Regions from separate parts of the Zea mays genome. Here region 1 is linked to region 2. The links are chromatin contacts, called in public Hi-C maps. All regions are on one chromosome and are shown on one strand. The core of a region is the stretch at or near the end of the contact, and the rest is flanking DNA. Distances in the headings are between cores, read along the strand shown. Region 1 holds the start of LOC100285208 (lipopolysaccharide-modifying protein). Region 2 holds the start of LOC100383429 (sodium/hydrogen exchanger).

What was found. Hi-C and Micro-C count contacts between places; a contact is called where the count stands out from the background.
Region 1: a contact with region 2 is called in a Hi-C map of tassel, with 2.7 times the contacts expected there. The contact joins the promoter of LOC100285208 here to the promoter of LOC100383429 in region 2. A contact is called at or near these places in 10 of 25 Hi-C or Micro-C datasets (bundle sheath, ear, endosperm and 4 more).

The regions. Positions count from the first base shown.
Region 1 is chr10:92,299,748-92,302,973 of Zm-B73-REFERENCE-NAM-5.0, forward strand. It overlaps LOC100285208 (lipopolysaccharide-modifying protein), which reads left to right and starts at 1,606. Exons shown (of 3, transcript NM_001358231.1): 1 at 1,606-1,699; 2 at 1,843-2,010; 3 at 2,077-3,226. The coding sequence starts at 1,688.
Region 2 is chr10:91,764,094-91,767,702 of Zm-B73-REFERENCE-NAM-5.0, forward strand. It overlaps LOC100383429 (sodium/hydrogen exchanger), which reads left to right and starts at 1,828. Exons shown (of 15, transcript NM_001176080.2): 1 at 1,828-2,059; 2 at 2,365-2,573; 3 at 2,669-2,787; 4 at 3,348-3,445. The coding sequence starts at 2,403. It overlaps LOC100383629 (pentatricopeptide repeat family protein), which reads right to left and starts at 1,200. Exons shown (of 1, transcript NM_001176277.2): 1 at 1-1,200. The coding sequence starts at 1,200.

The DNA.
Region 1 (3,226 bases), core at 356-2,855, 540 kb after region 2:
TGTGTTTACATCCTGCCTTTTGCATATGAGTATTAATGAAAGTTGTTTCTCTAAATTTATTTCCTTGGATCTCATCCATCTACCGGTCTTATTAGGTATATTGTTATGGTAAGGAACATGAAGCGTAATGTGCATTCTTGCTAAGAGAGTTATCATTTTTGGCGTTTGATAAGAGGATAAGTGAGGTTACTTTTAGGGTGTTCGGATCTCTCGGACTAAAGTTTAGTGTAGGTTTTGGTTGTCAATTAAGAAGACAAAACATAAGTTAATTATAAAAATAGTTTGTATAAATCATGGTTAATTTTTAGACGAATCTATTAATCTTAATTAGTCTATGTGTTGCTACAGTAAATATGTGCTAGTTGTAGATTAATTATGCTAAGTAGATTTGTCTCGTGTATTTGTTGGGGCTTATACAATTAATTTCGTAATTAGCTTATATTTAGGTCTTGTTTGAGATAGCTTTAGATCATTAGGTTGCTCTAGAAAATTATAAAGTTGGAGCTGTAAGTCTTTAGAAGACAAGTCATTTTATTTATTATTTATATTAAAAAATATTTTTAGAACTATTTAAATTGATATTATAAACTATAGCTCCACAATAGAGTTGGAACCTAGAGTCATCTCAAACACCACATTAATCCTTATAATTGACATATAAAGTCTGAACTAAACTACGGTCCAAGGTACCCAAAAAAGACACCTTTGAGTGGAGTAGCTTCTAAGCGATGATATGACTGGACCAGCATGTCAACTCTACATGGACCACCATTCCATTTGTGCATGTCCAGCTCATTCCGTGTGGCGCTGGGCAGCCACTCTGTCACATGCCCACACATCTCACTCTCATGGAGCTAGCCAAAAAAGGCCTGCATTTGGGTCCACAGGATGCGGCTAGTAAAGAGAGTTTTATCCATATTATTCATTTAATCTGATGAGCACTTTGCTTTGCAAATGGCTGACAAGTTTATGCTGAGGAAAATATGGTGGACGAATAAATACCAATGCTCACAAATAAATGCACGTAGTTTCAGCATCTCTGTTGTCCCCCTCTTGAGAGAGGGAAAAAAGTATTCTTCCCTCCCAAGGACTAGTATCCAATCAAAAGAATCAATACCTTCTCATTTCTTTATATATAAAAAAATATATCACATCTTCTTTTCATCACAAAAAGATAGAATTGGTGATAGTTGTGTCTAGTTCTTAAAAAAATAATATTCCCTCTATCCTAAAATATAGTTTTTTCTTGCCTATTTTTTCCATTCACAATCGTTTAAATGATAATAAATATAAACGTACATGTAAACTACATTCATATATTATTTAATAAATATATTATTAGTCTAAGACGAATTCTATTTTGGGATAGAGGGAGTAATGTTTATAATATTCTTCTCGAAGTATATATACCAAATCTTGTGTTGAAAATATTGACACCCTTCTATCAAACTTTAAAAGATAAGAATAGAGCAGAAGTAGAATTGTTTCTTCTTTTTTCAGACGGGAGTAGAATCCTGCGGATCAGATAGATCATAGGAATAGCTAGCTAGTAAACAAATAAAAAGTAGACAGAGCTCTGCGGACACCAATATTCAGGAACAAACGAATAGTACGTGAGATTGCACGGTAATTAACTCATCCTCGTCCTCCGCTAGTCCGCCGGGTGAGTGCTCGGCGTCCATGGGCCATGGCCATGCAGGTCAGCATGCACGCAGACGGTTGCCGGTTGTCAGATCCGAATATTGAGGACACGTACTACTTTTGAAAGTGCACGGATTTATTCTTTTGGTTGGTTTGATACATTCGTGCGCGTGTTTTACTTTTAGTGCGGCCCCTGTGCAGTGGTCCATATTCTGGGCGGCGATCCGCAGGCGGGCTACACACACATACATGGCGGCGGAGGGCGCCGGAGGCCGGGGACGAGCCATGCGGTACCCGCCTCTGTCGGCGCTCGTGGTCTCCGCCATCGCGGCCTTCTCGGCCGTGATCGTCCTCGCCGTCGTCCACTCGGTACAGGATTTAAGCGGTTGACCGCGTGCTTGTTGCGGTTTGTTTGATTTTGTTTCGTCGGCGCAGGCGTACGACGACGCCATGTCGCGGACGCGGACGCTGCTGGGCCACAACCTGGAGCCGACGCCGTGGCACCCGTTCCCGCACGACAAGGGCCGGCCGCCGGCGCGCGCGGCGCTGCGGTGCGCGCCCTCCATCGCCTGCCTGCCGCCGCTATCGTCGTCGTCGTCGTCGCCGCAGCCGCAAGGTAACAAGAAGAAGAAGCAAAAGCAGTGCCCTGCCTACTTCGCTGCCATCCACCGGGACCTGGCTCCGTGGCGCGGGCAGGGCCGGGGCGTGACGCGCGCGCTCCTGGACGAGGCGCGGCGGCGCGCGTCCATGCGCGTCACCATCACGGGCGGCGGGCGGCGGCTGCACGTGGACCTCTACTACGCCTGCGTGCAGAGCCGCGCCCTGTTCACGGTGTGGAGCCTGCTGCAGCTGATGCGGCGGTACCCCGGGCGCGTGCCCGACGTGGACCTCATGTTCGACTGCATGGACCGCCCCGCCATCAACCGGACCGAGCACGGGGACGGCGCTCTGCCGCCGCCGCCGCTCTTCCGCTACTGCACCACCAGGGACCACTTCGACATCCCCTTCCCTGACTGGTCCTTCTGGGGCTGGCCGGAGACGAACATCGAGCCATGGAACCACGAGTTCAAGAACATCAGGGCGGGCGCCAGGGCAACGAGATGGGCGGACAGGGTGCCGACGGCGTACTGGAAGGGCAACCCGGACGTGGCGTCGCCGCTGCGGGAGGCGCTGCTGGGCTGCAACGACACGGCCCTGTGGCGCGCCGAGATCATGCGCCAGAACTGGGACGACGAGGCCAGGTCCGGCTACCAGCACTCGAGGCTCTCGGCGCAGTGCACGCACCGCTACAAGATCTACGCCGAGGGCTTCGCGTGGTCGGTCAGCCTCAAGTACATCCTCTCCTGCGGCTCCATGGCGCTGCTCATCGAGCCGCGCTACCAGGACTTCTTCAGCCGCGGGCTGGAGCCCCGGGTGAACTACTGGCCGGTCGCCGCCCTGGGCATGTGCGAGTCCATCCGGGACGCCGTCGACTGGGGCAACGCCAACCCGGACGAGGCCGAGCGCGTCGGCAGGCGCGGGCAGAGGCTCGTGCAGGACCTCCGCATGCACGCCGTCTACGACTACATGCTGCACCTGCTCACCG
Region 2 (3,609 bases), core at 578-3,077:
GATGATGGAATTCCACGTGACCGTGTTCTTGCTGGGCGTTCCGTCAAACACTCGGATAGACTCCTGTAGCTCGCCGCATTTGGAATACATATTGATCAGGCCGTTGCAGACGTAGGTGTTCCCTCCGAAGCATCTCTTGATGGCCAGCGCGTGGATCTGTTTCCCAAGAGCAAACGGCGCCGAAGCACCGAAGGCACCCAGGACTGCAGAAACCATGTTTGCGTCGACGCGGATTCCTTTCCCGACCATCTCAGCGAACAACCTGAACGCCTCCTCCTCCAGTCCGTTCTGAGCAAACCCAGCAAGAATCACCGTCAAGGAAACTTCGTCAGGATCCTGGCCGGAGCGGAACACCCTCAGCGCATCCTCCATCAACCCGCATTTGGAGTACATGTCCATGAGCTCACTCTCGACATGGAGATCAGTCTCCAGCCCAGCCTTGACGGCAAGCCCGTGAATCTGCTGCCCTTCCCTGGCGGCGCGTGATCCGGCACATGCTAGCAAAGAACTCGAGTACGACGCCCTGTTGGCGTCCACCGCGCGCCTCATCTGCCGGAACAGAGACAGGCTCTCGCTATATCGCTCTGCCCGAGCCATCCCGGAGACCATCGCCGTCCACGTGATGACGTTCCTGTCCGCCATGCCGTCGAACACACGCTCCGCAGAGCCCGGGGAGCTGCACTCGAAGTAGGCGGTGATCAGCGCGTTCCCGACGGACACCTCAGCGTCGAGCCCGCACGACGCCGCCAGCCCGTGTACCGCGGGGAGCGACGCGGAGCCCGTGCCCCCGCCAGCGCGCGCGCACGCGGACAGGACGGTGGTCAGCGTGGCGTGGTCGCACGCGGCGGCGCCTGGCGCGGCGCTCAGCATCCGCCTGAGCAGCGCGAGCGCATCCGTGGCCGAAGCGGAGGCGGAGAGGAGCGAGTTCCAGGACACGGAGTCCCGGAGGGCCATTTCGTCGAACACCCTGACGGCGTCCCCGCGGCAGCCGCAGCGGCCGTACATGGCGACGAGGGAGTTCCATACCACGACCACGTGCTGCAGGCAGGAACGGCGTGGGCAGAGGCGGAAGTGGCTGGGGTTCTTGGCGACGATGGCGTGCAGCGAGGTGCCGAGGCGGAGGTCCCCAGCGCGGCCGCAGCGCGCGAGGAGGCCGCTGAGGTGGGCGTAGCTGAGGGGCGGGGACCACACATCTCTCATTCAGTCATTCGTTGTCGATCGTTTCAGACCGACAAACAAACTCGAAACGGAACAAGCATAGGTGAATAAAAAGGTATCACATAAATATTTTTACTCTGTAATGTTTTTTATGGTAAAAATATAACACGTAAATATTTTCTCAGGTGGTCAACAATAATATACAGAAGATATATTTTATATAAAACTATATTAACTTAATTGATTTATATCTAAATTATTATTAGTAGAATGGAATTCAATTCAAAAGATCTAACCGGCGCCTACAAATTCAGAGCATACAGTTTTGCACAGAAAAATACATCAGAGAAACCACTGTGGTCGTTCAGGTTGTTCTCCTTGACCAGCAGCGACAAGGCCGCTCAGCTCCTTCTTTATCCGTTGCCGTGCTGGCACTGTCATTGTGGTCCCCACCAAAAAGACGAGCGCCCACGTCGTCCACCCAAGCTGGTCGGTCCTCCCACGCATCCTGCCAGCCACGTCGGCCTGCCTCCGGAGATCCCTCCCTCCCTCCCGAGCACGCAGCGTGGCTTCCAATAACTGCTACCGACACGCGGGGCCCAAACAACCCGATCCCCACACGTCATGGACACGAGCCTCCTTCCTCGCGCCGTCGCGTGGCGGAGAGTGGGCGTTTGACCGCCCGCCCTGCCCTCGCGCGTGGGTTTTTCTTTTCCTTGGTTCGTTTGTTCCGCCTCGCTTTCAGCCTCATGGCCAGCGCGGGACTCCACCACTCCTCCTCCCCCTCTCCGCGGATCACCCACCGAACCCACGCGAAACCGGCGTCCAGATCTTCTCCCCCGCGGTTCAGATCCCCGGACGCAGCCGGCGCCTTCTGACTTGGGTTGGCACAGCCGTACAGGTTCATTTCTTGGTTGGATTTGCAGCTCCTTCCCGCTAATCCGTGGCTTAATTGCGGGTGCTTTACTGGTAGCCGCGATGCTGCTTAGCTTGAATCTTTTCTGCATCCCGGTTTATCTTTTTTCAACTTGTCTCTTGTTTGGTGATTAGAACAAAAAAAAAACAAGTGTTCTGCTGGTTTAATTAACCAAAACTGCACTGTTCAAGCAATAATTGAGTTCCTTCCTTGCATCCTGCAAAGTGTGGCCATGCTACGTCCTGTGCTGTGACTGTGAGCGGCCATCTGACCTCCATGTCTGCTACCAGGTTGCTTTGCGCTGCGGTGGATCTCCTGGCGTGGCGACATGGGCCTGGGTTTGGGAGCTCTTCTCAAATCCGGCGGGCTCTCGGTCTCGGATCACGACGCCATCGTCTCGATTAACATCTTCATCGCGCTGCTCTGCAGCTGCATTGTCATCGGCCACTTGCTGGAAGGGAACCGATGGGTGAACGAGTCCATCACCGCGCTTGTCATGGTGGGGCTCTCCGGCCTCCGCTCTCTCGCAGTCCGGGTGTCTGTGGTTTTGCTTCTGTGGGCACTGCTTTGAGTGTTCTTGTTTCCTGTATGTAGGGCCTCATCACCGGAGGCGTCATCCTGCTGGTTACTAATGGGACAAACTCACGCATTCTTGTGTTCAGCGAGGACCTGTTTTTCATATATTTACTTCCGCCGATAATCTTCAATGCCGGGTGAGTCTGCTTAGTACCACCGTGGTTTTTGTGTCTTAGGGGTTGTTTGGTTTATAGGGACTAAACATTAGTCCCTCCACTTTATTCCATTTTAGTTCATAAATTGTTAAATAGGGAAACTAAAATAGAGTTTTAGTTTCTATATTTAGTAATTTAGAGACTAAAATGGAATAAAATTGAGGGACTAAAAATTAGTCCCTAGAAACCAAACAACCCCTTAGATTTCCTTCCGGAGCCGGGTATTATCTTCACTATAAAACCCATTTAAACAACTGCTTTCCTCAAGTACAAAGTTGTCTTTGTGTTCTCCAGGGTTGTATCAGGGGCTTATAGGGACCCTTGTATAACTAAATAATTCAAATTATGAGTAAGCACCACTTTGTTTAAACATTTGTTTTTCTGAACTTGGCAAACTATTTCAGTAATTTAGGCTAACAGAACTGTGCTAGACTATCGAAGGAATCCCGTAAAACATTTTGTGTGGTTTGTATAAAATCCAAAGCTACATTTCATGAAAGTAATGAAGTATACCTTTTGTAAATGTTTCTCCACATTATCAGGTTTCAAGTAAAGAAAAAGCAATTCTTCCGCAACTTTATAACAATTATTTTGTTTGGTGCTATTGGGACTCTGATTTCCTTTGTAATAATCTCTCTTGGTAAGTTGCTAAAACCACTTGTGCAGTTTGCATGGTCTTACTTTGGTTTCACATGTATGCTCATATTGTCCCTAACCACACAATATTTTTGACGAAAAATATGTTACCGTTAGTATTTTGCATATAAAAAGCATGATCATGGTACTAGGGGCAGTTATATGTTT